4 separate regions of the Sus scrofa genome follow, and regions 2, 3 and 4 are each linked to region 1. A link is a contact called in public HiChIP or PLAC-seq and promoter capture Hi-C data. All regions are on one chromosome and are shown on one strand. The core of a region is the stretch at or near the end of the contact, and the rest is flanking DNA. Distances in the headings are between cores, read along the strand shown. Region 1 holds the start of CSPP1 (centrosome and spindle pole-associated protein 1). Region 2 holds the start of ADHFE1 (hydroxyacid-oxoacid transhydrogenase, mitochondrial). Region 3 holds the start of ARFGEF1 (brefeldin A-inhibited guanine nucleotide-exchange protein 1). Region 4 holds the start of MYBL1 (myb-related protein A).

What was found. Promoter capture Hi-C pulls out the DNA fragments that hold promoters and counts their contacts. HiChIP or PLAC-seq counts read pairs in DNA pulled down with a chosen protein or histone mark.
Region 2: a contact with region 1 is called in a promoter capture Hi-C map of fetal liver, with 2.7 times the contacts expected there. The contact joins the promoter of ADHFE1 here to the promoter of CSPP1 in region 1. A contact is called at or near these places in 2 of 5 promoter capture datasets (fetal liver and liver), 12 of 47 Hi-C or Micro-C datasets (adipocytes, embryonic fibroblasts, fibroblasts and 6 more) and 2 of 2 datasets of contacts at active chromatin or transcription factors (alveolar macrophages and skeletal muscle).
Region 3: an H3K27ac HiChIP or PLAC-seq map of alveolar macrophages shows a contact between it and region 1. The contact joins the promoter of ARFGEF1 here to the promoter of CSPP1 in region 1. A contact is called at or near these places in 2 of 47 Hi-C or Micro-C datasets (embryonic fibroblasts and fetal skeletal muscle) and 2 of 2 datasets of contacts at active chromatin or transcription factors (alveolar macrophages and skeletal muscle).
Region 4: a contact with region 1 is called in an H3K27ac HiChIP or PLAC-seq map of skeletal muscle, with 3 times the contacts expected there. The contact joins the promoter of MYBL1 here to the promoter of CSPP1 in region 1. A contact is called at or near these places in 2 of 5 promoter capture datasets (fetal liver and liver), 4 of 47 Hi-C or Micro-C datasets (brain, embryonic fibroblasts, fetal skeletal muscle and 1 more) and 1 of 2 datasets of contacts at active chromatin or transcription factors (skeletal muscle).

The regions. Positions count from the first base shown.
Region 1 is chr4:67,842,891-67,845,714 of Sscrofa11.1, reverse strand. It overlaps CSPP1 (centrosome and spindle pole-associated protein 1), which reads left to right and starts at 1,378. Exons shown (of 27, transcript XM_021089277.1): 1 at 1,378-1,461.
Region 2 is chr4:68,284,023-68,286,846 of Sscrofa11.1, reverse strand. It overlaps ADHFE1 (hydroxyacid-oxoacid transhydrogenase, mitochondrial), which reads left to right and starts at 1,411. Exons shown (of 14, transcript XM_003125603.4): 1 at 1,411-1,518. The coding sequence starts at 1,460. RRS1 (ribosome biogenesis regulatory protein homolog) reads left to right here. Exons shown (of 1, transcript XM_003125604.4): 1 at 1-1,044. It overlaps LOC110260284 (a long non-coding RNA gene), which reads right to left and starts at 1,358. Exons shown (of 3, transcript XR_002343277.1): 1 at 1,242-1,358.
Region 3 is chr4:67,464,143-67,466,966 of Sscrofa11.1, reverse strand. It overlaps ARFGEF1 (brefeldin A-inhibited guanine nucleotide-exchange protein 1), which reads right to left and starts at 1,450. Exons shown (of 39, transcript XM_001928010.7): 1 at 783-1,450. The coding sequence starts at 906.
Region 4 is chr4:68,118,724-68,121,547 of Sscrofa11.1, reverse strand. MYBL1 (myb-related protein A) reads right to left here and starts at 1,470. Exons shown (of 16, transcript XM_021089286.1): 1 at 1,035-1,470. The coding sequence starts at 1,054. It overlaps LOC106510063 (a long non-coding RNA gene), which reads left to right and starts at 1,767. Exons shown (of 2, transcript XR_001308193.2): 1 at 1,767-2,107; 2 at 2,195-2,511.

The sequences.
Region 1 (2,824 bases), core at 129-2,628:
AATTTATCATACCTAAGGACTGATATACATTATCACATTTTTAATCAAACATTTTGTAAAATTTTTAAAAATTCCAACACTTAGCAATGAAAACATGATTCAAGCCACTTAGGCCTCAAAAAGGATGACTGACTCTAATATCAAATAGATACTACTTTAAGCTATCACATTTGCCCTACTGACAGTTAACTGCTATATTGTTTTAGATCAAACAACGTGTACTTCAAATTCTGGGGAGAAAAAAAAACCCCACAGGACTATAGCAAATCTCATCGACGAGGTATTAAGGTATTCATTGTAACTTGCTTTTTAATAAGCAAAAGTTTTCAGTCTCCCAGGTGTTGACCAATTTTTTCCGTATTATGTCCAGAAATACACATCTCTATGTAAACCCAAGCATCTAAAGGTATATATAGCAGGCATTTACAGCCTAAGCGCCTTCTAGACCGGACATACTGTTCTGCAACTTCAATGCCACGTCTCTAGAACGTATTTACAAATGAACATCCAGGAACAAACGCCAACGATGATCCACTGTGTCAAGACCACAATTCATTGCAAGGAGGTAAACTGCTGTGTTAAATTTAAAAACCAGTTAGAGTCCAGTTAAGATTGTCTTAATATCTAAGAGCTAATCCCTCCCCCTTTTATAGAACTTTCCCTAAGGATAAATGAGCGCCCATTCCTGAATCGGTCTAGGCCACACACAAAGCTTTACTGGGAATACAAAGGGCTCCAGCCAAGGCCTAGGCGGGGCGCGAAACCACCCGCCCTACTTTCCAGCCGCCTCGGAACAAAATCACAGAGGGCCCTTAATTAGTTTGGGCTGAGAACAAGCGAAATCAGGGTTTACTACAGAGAAGGGTCAGCTAAGACTTGCAGGTAACGGTTACTCACAAAATGAGACTGAGCAGAAGGCGCGGAGTTAAGCTCAAGGCTGCGTCCACCAGGGCTGGGGAGAAGGTGGCCTCCCGGGATGACCTTGAAGCTGAGGCGACGCCGACCGCTCGGCTGCACCCCGAAAGGTACCGGGGCCCGGGGCCCTGGACCCACAGGACGGAGGGGCCCGAGGCTGATTCATGGGCTCTGGCACAGAGTCGGGTTCCCGGCAGGAAGCGGACTTAACTCCGCGGGGACCCCCGATACGAAGAGCCCGGCGACTGGCCGCAGGCGCTGCCGCCCCTCGCGCAAGGCCGACGGTGACTCAGGAGTCTTTCTCCTCCAGTTGCAGGCGGAAAAGTAACCGCCCCCCGACCCACGCGGCCGCCCGCGGCGCTCCGGAGCCGTGGCGCTCCAGGCTAGCCCCGCCCCTTCCGGCCCTTGGCTCCACCCCCACCCGGCCTCCCTGCAGCGGCGCGCCTGCCAGCTCGCAGGTTTATCCCGAGCGGCAGTGCTTTCGGGGTTTCCACAGAGGATTTCAGGGCTCCTGAGGACCTCGCTGTGTGCTATTTCCTTGAATATGTAAGTGATTAAACTACCAGTTTGTAATGGATTTAAGCAAGCAGAAAACGCTCTAAAAAGAGTCCCCCATTCCCAGTTACATTCGCTTGGTCTTCTACTCCCTCACGTAGTTAAGTACTTAAAAAACTGGTGGTATTGGACCCCCCCCACCTTATAGTAAGGGTAGCTGGATTCGACCTTTTAACACTCAGAAAAGAACTAGTTACCCGGAAAAAAAAGAAGCTGTTATATGTGCCCTATATTATAACAATAGCTCTTATTACTATATTTATTGATAATAGTAGAAGGTTAAGAAAAAGCATTCATAAAGCAGTCGCTTGCCTTATTTATGAACATGTAAATTGCTATTGATTTTCATGCTTTGTGTTTTATTACACTTTTTTCTTTTGATCATGATGTATTGAGCCCTGGCTGCATAGTACTAAGCTTAGGTCTAGAGGAAACGGGGTGTTGATCTTGCCAGAAAAAAATGCACATGAAAGCATATAATTAAACGATTGAATCAGTGAAAGACACGTCTCTCATTTAAACACTGTAAGTTGATGACATTATAAATCATTTAAAGATAAAAATGGATTAACTCTGGTACAGGCATCTAGAATTGAGCTGGGTGGCCATTATTGGGTGTGGTTTCCCACATCACTGAGAACTTCAATTTTTTGAACTGTGTCTAACTCAAGGACACCACCAGCTGCTTTCAAAACAATATGTCCTAGCAGCTGCTAGCTGCAATCTTTGAAGTTTCAAACATATCTCCCCCCCACCTTTCACAGCTATGTGATCTTTTCAGTCCCCAAACAGTCCTTATTTAGCAAGCACCCTTCTTGCCCCCTCAAATCCTAATTCTTGAGAAACAATTTATATAATCTTATGGTTTTGTGCCTTTGTATACTTCCCCCATTTTGTAATCTGGCAGAATACAATTCAGCTGCTCCTTGGATCTGTGTGTCCTGGGCTGCAGTCCTAACATTCCCCAAATAAATGCCTCTTTATTTCAACCAGGTCTCTGTTCTTAGAATTCTTGTTTAACACTTCTAAGAAATTGATAAAAATCCAGTGCAGAATATATTTTGCCTCAAAGAAACATGATGTGAAAGCCTAAACCTAGCAAAACAAATTGTGATTATAGTCCTTTTACCAAAGGATTCTTCCTTATGAGATAAACTGGAACCTGGGACCTTTCACCTGAATGCTTACACCTGGAAGAAACTTTAAGGGACTAAAAATAACCACACATGCGCAGTTTAGGCAATTACAAAGAATAAGATACACAAAAGCCACAAACCAGCTGCCACTTCTGAGGTGCCAGGAGCAAAAACCAAGGGCGTGGGCAGGTCATCTAAGCCATGCTTTCTGCCCAACC
Region 2 (2,824 bases), core at 162-2,661, 440 kb before region 1:
TGTAAATATTGCACAGGACAAATTAATGTTATTTCCCACAACCAAAACTTTGGCTGAAGATTAAAGGATGTATTTAAGGCTATACGAATTAGGGAAAGAATTTGGTCGAAATTAGGAGTGAGTTCTGTTTTTAAACAGACTTTTTTTTTCCTTGTAAACTTTGTATGTGGTGTGAGGGAGGTCATATTTCAAAGACTTTTAGCATTGTTTTGATAACAAGCTTCTGTATTTATCAAAGTGGGGGAACAAAAAGATTACAAGGTTACATTTTCAGAACTGTTGTAAAGGCCATTTAATAAAGGTATGTCTGGATCTAATATTGCTTTCAAATTTTGTAAGTTTTAAGTAAAGCCAGTGACCTGGATACGTGTTACAGATTATTTTCATTTACTTTCTAGAAGATATCCACCAGCTAACTTATGACGTTAGCAAGACCGCTTTATTAGGAAAACTCATGCTCCTTTTGATACCTGATATATTATTGAAAGTGTACAACTGGTGTCTCTTTGAACACTGAAAACATTAATTTGCTCTAGCTGATAAATTTGTGCTTCACTAAATAATGCAATCTTAATTAATCCTAATTTTATACTTAAATTTTTATCAACATTTATGTCTCCAGTTCTTTTAAAGCTTCAAGTGGGATCTGTTTGGGGAAGAGAGAAACCCACAAAAACCTTGGAACATTATTATCTTTAGATTCATTTGTCACATTGACTTGAGCTGGTTTAATTAGGAGATGAAATGTTTACAGCTATCCTGGGTTTCTTTCCTTAATTGATTTCAGTAACTCACCTTCCTAAATATCTCCTGAAAATTAACAGTAAATCTAGAATGGGGGGAGGGGGCTTTTTTCTGCTGTTAGAGCTCTAGGGAGCCACTCTACTCTTGGTTTTTGGTCTGACAATTGATAGGAAATTAGAATTGGGAGTTCGTTTTGTCTTTTTTTCAGTGTTGTTCCCTTTTTACAAAGTTGTAGAAATTGCTATGAAAGAAAGGATTAATTCAGATTTCATAATGGGTTAATAAAAATATGTTCAATTGTTACTGTCTTAAGATAACTTTCTGATAAAGAGCTGTGCCATCGATAGTGTTTCTGCTAGGACAGGGGGCAGAAGGCAACATAGCATTTTAAAGGAGTCAGAGTGGAAAAGAATGCTCTTTCTCCACATTTCCCAGGTCTCCGACTAGTGACAAAGAGGATTTACACAGAGACTTGGGGAAGTATCCTAAACAGTTACCTGCATGGCAATTTCAAAGGCGGAGGGTGAGACCCTGCAGCTGGAGCAGTCGTAGTTCCGCCTCGTGGGAGAATGGCCTGGAGCCGGAGGGCTGCTGTGGGGGGCGCGAGACCCAGCGGAGCGGGTGGGCGGGCGCGGCCGAGGGGGCGGAGGGGAAGCCAGCGGCACGGATTGGCCGGCGGTGGGGGCGGGGCCCCGAGGAGGGAAACGGTGCAGCCATGGCCGCTGCCGCTCGCGCCCGGGTAGCACACTTGCTGAGGCAACTGCAGCGCGCAGCGTGAGTACGGGGTCGGCAGGCGGGCAGGGGACAGCGCATTCTTCCCGCAGTCATTTTCAGGAACTTTGGATCGCGTTGCCGCAGTGCGCGCCCGCGGCGAGCCAGCCTAGACAGCTCCGTCCCTGTGCCAAGCAGCCAGCGCTGCGCGGTGAGGCCGCTTGTACTCTGCCAGTTCTACGTTAGGGAAAGTAAGCCCCAGAAAGGAGAGCACCCGGTCTCAGATCAGGGCGGGCAATGGAGAGCCTGGCACAGTGACCAAGACAAATGCATGTGTCCAACCAACACATACGTACTGGGTGTATGTTATCGTGCCAAAAACTATTCTAGGAGCTGAAGATAAAAAAACGAAAGACTGCAGCAGTTTAAAATCTGGCAGGGAAAATTGCATGAGGGAACAGGGTGAAACTCTGTGCAGGACCCCACGGAAAGGTTCAGAGCAATAACCAGGAGCTTGACTCCTTGGTATGTGCAGGCAGTCAAGGAGTTAAACATTATGATACGTCTGACTTCTCCAAAAATGCCAGGTACTAGTAGCCACGTGATAAATGTGTTGAATGTGCAGATGCACAAGTCGGTCTGGGAAAATATGAGGGGAAAAAAAAGGTGGAGATAAACAGGAGGAAAGGATGGGAAGGAAAGAAGAATTTCAGGCAAAGGGAAGAACAGCACCAGAGGCAAAAGCCTAGTTCCAGGATCTAAAACTAGTTAAAAGTCTGGACTACCTTTATAAGAGGAGGTGAGGATAGAAAAGACAGATGTGGGAAGACCATGAATTAGAAAATAGCTAGGAGTTCCAGTGAGTTAAGAATCTGACTGCAGGGAGTTCCTGTTGTGGTGCAGCAGGTTAAGAGCCCAACTAGTATCCAAGAGAATAAGGGTTTGATCCCTGGCCTTGCTCAGTGGGTTAAGAATCCGGCCTTGCCAAAAGCTGTGGTGTAGGTTGGAGACGAGGCTGGGATCCTGCATTGCTGTGGCTGTGGCATAGGCCAGCAGCTCCAGGTCCAATCTGACCCCTAGCCTGGGAATTTCTATATGCCGAGGGTGCAACCCTCCCTAAAAAGAAAAAAAAAAAAGTCTGACTGCAGGGTTTGATCCTATGTGGTGCAGTAGGGTAAAGGATCTGGTATTGCCACAGCTGTGGGTGGCTTGGATTCAGTCCCTGGCCCAGGAAATTCCAAATGCTGCCAGCACAGAAAGGAAGGGAAAGAGGGGAGGGAGGAAGAGAAAAGAAAACAGCTAATGTTTACTGGGCACTTACCAGGTGCTAGGCACTTTACATGTACTATTAATAATAACTAATCCTTAC
Region 3 (2,824 bases), core at 201-2,700, 380 kb after region 1:
CATTACACTAGATCGCTTCCGTCTGAACTATAAATCAGAATTCAAGCTTGAGAGCGGCTGCCACGGTCCAAACATGTGGCTGGTGGGTGTCATTGTCTTTTTCCTCTTCCCCATTCAAACCCTTCCTTCCTTGTCCCCTAAAGCCATCTTATCTAAAGGTCCTATCCTTCCCCGCTTTTATCTCGCCCCCCCACCCCTTAACCTCCGGTCTAGTTCTTCCAGGTCAGCCCAGTCGGATACCACATTACTCTGTTTTTCCCGTGGCGGAGGCGGAGAGATGTCAGAACAGGCTGCACCTCTCGCAAACCCCTTCTCGAGACTGTCAACAAGGGAACAACTTCAGCCTAGCTTCCCAAAGTACCACGCCAAACGACAAAGTTATGGAAATTACAAGACAGAACCCTTCCCACGCCCAATCCTGCCAAATCAGCTCCACCTCAATTTTCCACGCCAATAAACAACAGCTCCTCTTGCTGCCGCCTCACAAAGGGTGAGAGCCTGTCCGCACCGCACGGTCGGCCGACACAACCTGCTCTTCCCGAGTCGAGCCCGAGCGCAGCCGCCGGCCCCGGGCCGAGCTAACTAACTGCCCTTCCTCCTCCACCCTGCCTCTGCCCCCCATCCAGCCGAGTTACTGTCAACTCCAGCCAGGCGGCCGGGGCTCGGCGAGGGCTCCCCGAGGTTAGCGGCGCCGGCTCAGGGCGAGCCCCCAGCGACCCCACCTCCCGCGCCGGCGCCCCCCCCATTCCCCCACCCCCATCCCCGGCCTCCTCCCCACTCACCTAACGCCACCTCGCACGCTTTGCGCAGTTGGGAGTGATGCGCCTTCTTCACTTCCTTGTCGGCCAAAATCTTCTCCAGGGCCCGGGTCAGGAACATGTTCTTCGTCTTCTTCCCCTCATACATGGACGCAGAGAAGGAGGCGGCGGCTCGTCCGACCCGCGGCTCCCAGCGGCTGGAGGGGAGGAGGAGGGGGAGGAAAAGCGGAGAGAAAGGAGAGGGGGTGGAGGTGGGGAAGAGGAGGCGTGGAGGGCAGCGGCAGGATCAGGAAGGGGCGGGCGGCCGAGGAGCGCGGAGGTCGTCACCGCCCCCAGAGGGGCCGCGCCCGTGGGACCTCCGCTTCTCCCCGCCCGGGGGTCGTTTGCCGGCCACCCCGCTCCACTTGTCCCTCCGGCCCGGGGGCGGCGAGGGAGCCCAGCTCGGCGGCCGTCAGCCGGAGGCCGAGGGACGAGGCGGCGGCTCAGAGGCCCGGCGAGAGCAGGGCTGCCCTGGCTACTGTGGGGATTAGCACCCGCCGTGGCCGCGGACTGGCCTCCATCACCGCCGACCTGCCCCGGCCGCCATGTTGGGAGGAAACGACGCGTCACGCAGCGGCCGAACGGCTGCAGAGGAGGAAGCGGCGGCGGCAGCGTCGGCTGCCCAGAGCTGCCGCGGCGCCGGGAGGCAGGGGGCGGAGGGCGGCGCGGGAGGAGCGGCTCGAGCCGCAGCGCTACGGCGGCCCGGCGGGGCCTCGCCGCCTCCCGCGTTTGCCTGCAGGGCGGCGTGGGGCGTGGCGGGCGTCCTGCGGCGCCACGCGGGGCGCTTCGGGCTCCTCACTGGGGCTGCGCCCTGGCACCCGGAACCCCCGGGGCCGAAGCTCCTACTGAATGAATGGGTCTCCCAGCTGCGCTGCATCCACGTATCGGAAGCATATGGAGAGCCCCCCGGTGGGCGCGCGGCCCCTTCCGCTCCAGGGGTCACGGAAACAGCCGTCCGGCCCAGGTTCAGCCGCGCGGTCTTCACCTGGCACTCTCGATTTTCAGTTTCCTTACCAGCTGCACGAAACTGCTGTCCAGGTCCGTGCCCGCCGACTACCTCAGGATTCTCTCTTGGGAAGACTAAAACCAATCTGACAAGGATTGGGGACTGTTTCACTTTTTCATTTCTGTAGGATAAAAATCGGTAAACTCTAGGTTTCAGATCTCTACTGAATTGAGATTAAAGTTAAGGGAACAGGTGAATGCTTCTGATTGATGAGTTCCCTTAGAGCTCTATGCCATTAATACTAAGATTCGGCTCAGGACAGGAAAACTAGTTTCAGAATGGAAAAGCTCTAAGTACAGATGTTACCGCAGACACACGTGTCTGCTTAAATACTAAAGAAGAATTCAGATGTCTACAATGTTTCATTCAGAACAGAAAATGATAAAGAATACCATTAAACTATATGCAAATAATTTACATGGTGATCTAGGTGCATATCTCCAAGTTCAAAGCTACTGTGTGGCTGTTATCAACCACACGCCCCAAACTGTTACACACTGTTAGACTGTGTCTCTCACAGTTCTGGTCTATTCGATCCTCTTGACTGTGGACTTGTCCTAATGCAACCATCCAAATTCAAAAATGGAGAGTCTGGGAGTTCGCGTCGTGGCTCAGTGAAAATGAACCTGATTAGCATCTATGAGGATGCTGGTTCAATCCCTGGCCTTGCTCAGTGGGTTAAGGATCCGCATTGCTGTGAGCTGTGGTGTAGGCCATCTCCTATTGATTGGACCCCTAGCCTGGGAACCTGTATATGCCGCCGGTATGGCCCTGATCTGGCATTGCTGTGGTTGTGTGGGCCAGCGGCTACAGCTCCAATTTGAGTGACAAGATTTGGGACAGTCTAAAAACCACGGGAAATAAAAATGGAAACCTTGAGAATGATCCTAATTAAAATGAACAAATTATTATTATTTTTTTTCATCTACACCTGAGGCATACAGAAGTTCCCTGGCGGGGGACTGAATCCGAGCCGCACCTGCAACCTCTGTCACAGCTGTGGCAATGCTGGATCCTCAAC
Region 4 (2,824 bases), core at 221-2,720, 280 kb before region 1:
TATTATGTGCAATTATTGCCAATTTTTAATGGAGATCTGCAATGAATAAATCTAGCATTAAAATTCAATTTAGGAAATACACTTCCAGTTAAGACTTTGAGGCTATGGATCTAGGTAAATAAAAACCATTTGGAAATCCTGTCAAACTTCTCTTCATGTTTATTTAATAATCCTGACAAAAAGGGCCCTAGTTTTTTGTCATCTAAGTGATTACTACACACAATTTAGGAGTAGCTACTGTAGTGACATATTAACAAAGATGACATGCATAAGTTCAATCTAGCAAGTTTCCAACAAAAGCCATGTCCTGTCTCTGTGCAACACTTCCGTAGACACACAAAATATTAAGTGAATCAAACACATTGTTTTATTTTAAGATCAAGCTACTGGCGGTAACAGTGTGACATCTCCCAGTAGAGGATATTAAATACATATATATATATATATATATACACATAACACTAAAACCATGAGGATGGTAATTACAGAAAACATCAAAAAGAGCCTCTCTACTCATGATTCCTCAGAGGATTTCCATACCTTTCAAGGTGGCAGAGATGGCCGAGGGGTCCCCACCTATATTTAACACAAGAGTTCCTATTTTTAACAGGTCCAGTAATTCAGAGAAAAAGAGGCCCTCTGAATGCCACTTTGAGGTCGTCCGGCCAGGTCAGTACCCCAGCCTCACCAGAGGAGCGGACTCCCTGAAAGCACACAGACTTACCTGCCAAGAAACTCCCACCAAGAACTTGCCGCGAGAGATTGTGGGTCCGGACGTGCGCTGGGGGGGGAGAAGGGACTCAAGGAAGCAACCCGGGCATCTGTTGCTCACTTCGTGAGTCTTAAACACACCGGTCCCCGACTCTCCACACGTCACAGCTGCGCTCCGGCCAGCGTGCCGAAGCGGCTGTGGAGCAGCGGGCAGGATAACCTCGGCCCGGGCTAGGCAGGGCCTGGTGGGGAAGCGGCGGGAAAGGCAGGATGATCTGAGCCGAGACTGTGCCGACAGGCCTGGAGAAGGGGATGTCACCCACCTGCGCGACCTCTTCGCCATCCTTCAAGTACCGCATAGGCGCAGGCTGGGCGGGGACGCAGTTCAGCCTCCTCCAGCCTCAGGCGAATGCTCCTTCTCCCCAACCCTCCCGCCGCTTCACTCGCTCACGCTCCGAGGCGACCGAGTGCGGAACTCAAGTTCCCGGCAGAGCAGGACGGAGGGGCGGACCGAGACCCGCCCCCGGCCCGCAGCGCCGCTCCTAGCCCCGGCCTGGCCCGGTCAGGGATACCCCCAACATGTCAGCAGGCGCGCTCCTGCCCTCCGCTGGCCGCTCCCCCTGCCTCTCAACCTCCTTGCCGCGGTCCCAGCGCGGCTCCGCCGCGGGAGCCGACCCCCGCCCTCTCCCCGCAGCGAGCCGCTCTGCAGGGCTCGCAGCCTCCTGCAGGGTTTTGTCCGCACCGCCGAATCTCGCGCCCAGCCTCCCTCAAGAGCCGCCGTTTGAATCTGCGCACGCGGCCCGGAACCTCATTGGCTGTGGCGGCGGCACGCGGGGGAACGAGGGCGGGGCCGGGAGAGCGCGCGCGACTGAGGGCGGGGCTGGGGAGCTGGAAGCCGGGACTGGAACTCGCGGGAGCGGGGGAAGGAGCTGGGAGCGAGGGGGTGGGGCCGCAGGCGGGGCTCGCGGGTCTAGCTATGACAGGACCCGGAGCGCGCCCAGCGCCGCACCGCGAGGGGGCGGGGCGCCGAAGGCCGCGCGGGGCCTACTGGGAAAGCAAGTTCCAGGCTCGCGGAGAGGCTATCTGGCCGGAAACGCGGCCTGAGCCCAAATTTAACGGGATGCGGCACTGTTGTCCCTGGGGGTTGAGCTGTCCTGTCAGGGATTGTCCCCGCACCCTTCTCTCGGCCACAGCTGCTCACTCCTGGGGTGCATCCCTCCTGTTAGGAGGCGCGGTCTTCGGATTTGAGACAAATCTAACTATAAAATTTGCGCGGCCGTTATTGTTTAAGCAAAAATGAGAGCTCTTTTGGCCCAAACTTGGTAGTCAAGATTCTGTAGCAGGAAACTGAACATCAAGACCGAGCAAGAGTGTGACAGGTGGAAAAAGTTTTCAGGTAGACACGTGCTTGGAATGGAAAAGGGAAAAAAACAGGGTCTGCGGCTGGTCTTCAAAGAGCTTAATCCACTACCCGGTTCTGCAGGAAATAACTGCGGTGCGCAGTGAAGGAGCCGTGATCCCGGAGAAGAATGCGGGAAGACAGGAATGGACTGGGAATTACGCGCAGATAACCGAGCGCGGTAGTCAACAGGAGAAGGTTATCTTCCTTCGCAGGAGAGAGGGGAGGAGTAAGGAACTGCTGGGGAGGAGCTTCTAGCAGTTACAAGTACGAACTGCTCAGTTTAACTCTTATTAAAGTAGATTAATTACAGTAATGATTAGAAATGCTAAAGGATCCAAATTTGCAAGGTAACATGCTCTACTGCATAGAGCACAAAACCACATGTTAATGTAACAAAACTTACATTTTGCTATTTTGAAATTTTACGCATCAATTTTTGCAAATCAAAGATGCAGGTGCAAATGTGAATTAAGAGGCGCTTGCATGTACTACTTTCAAAACTTAAAACACCTGCCTTTTAATACTTCCTTTTTCTCAAGTTAGGTTTCTGGGACGGTAAAACAGCTTTTCTTTCAAATCATTCTTTATTGTGTTGCTAATTCATTTAAAAAAAAAAAACCCTAATTTAGAAAGTAATGTCGTTTGAAAATAGTTTTCTTATATACTCCTAGGTCTTAATACTCTGCTTATTTACATCCTAAAAGGAAACCG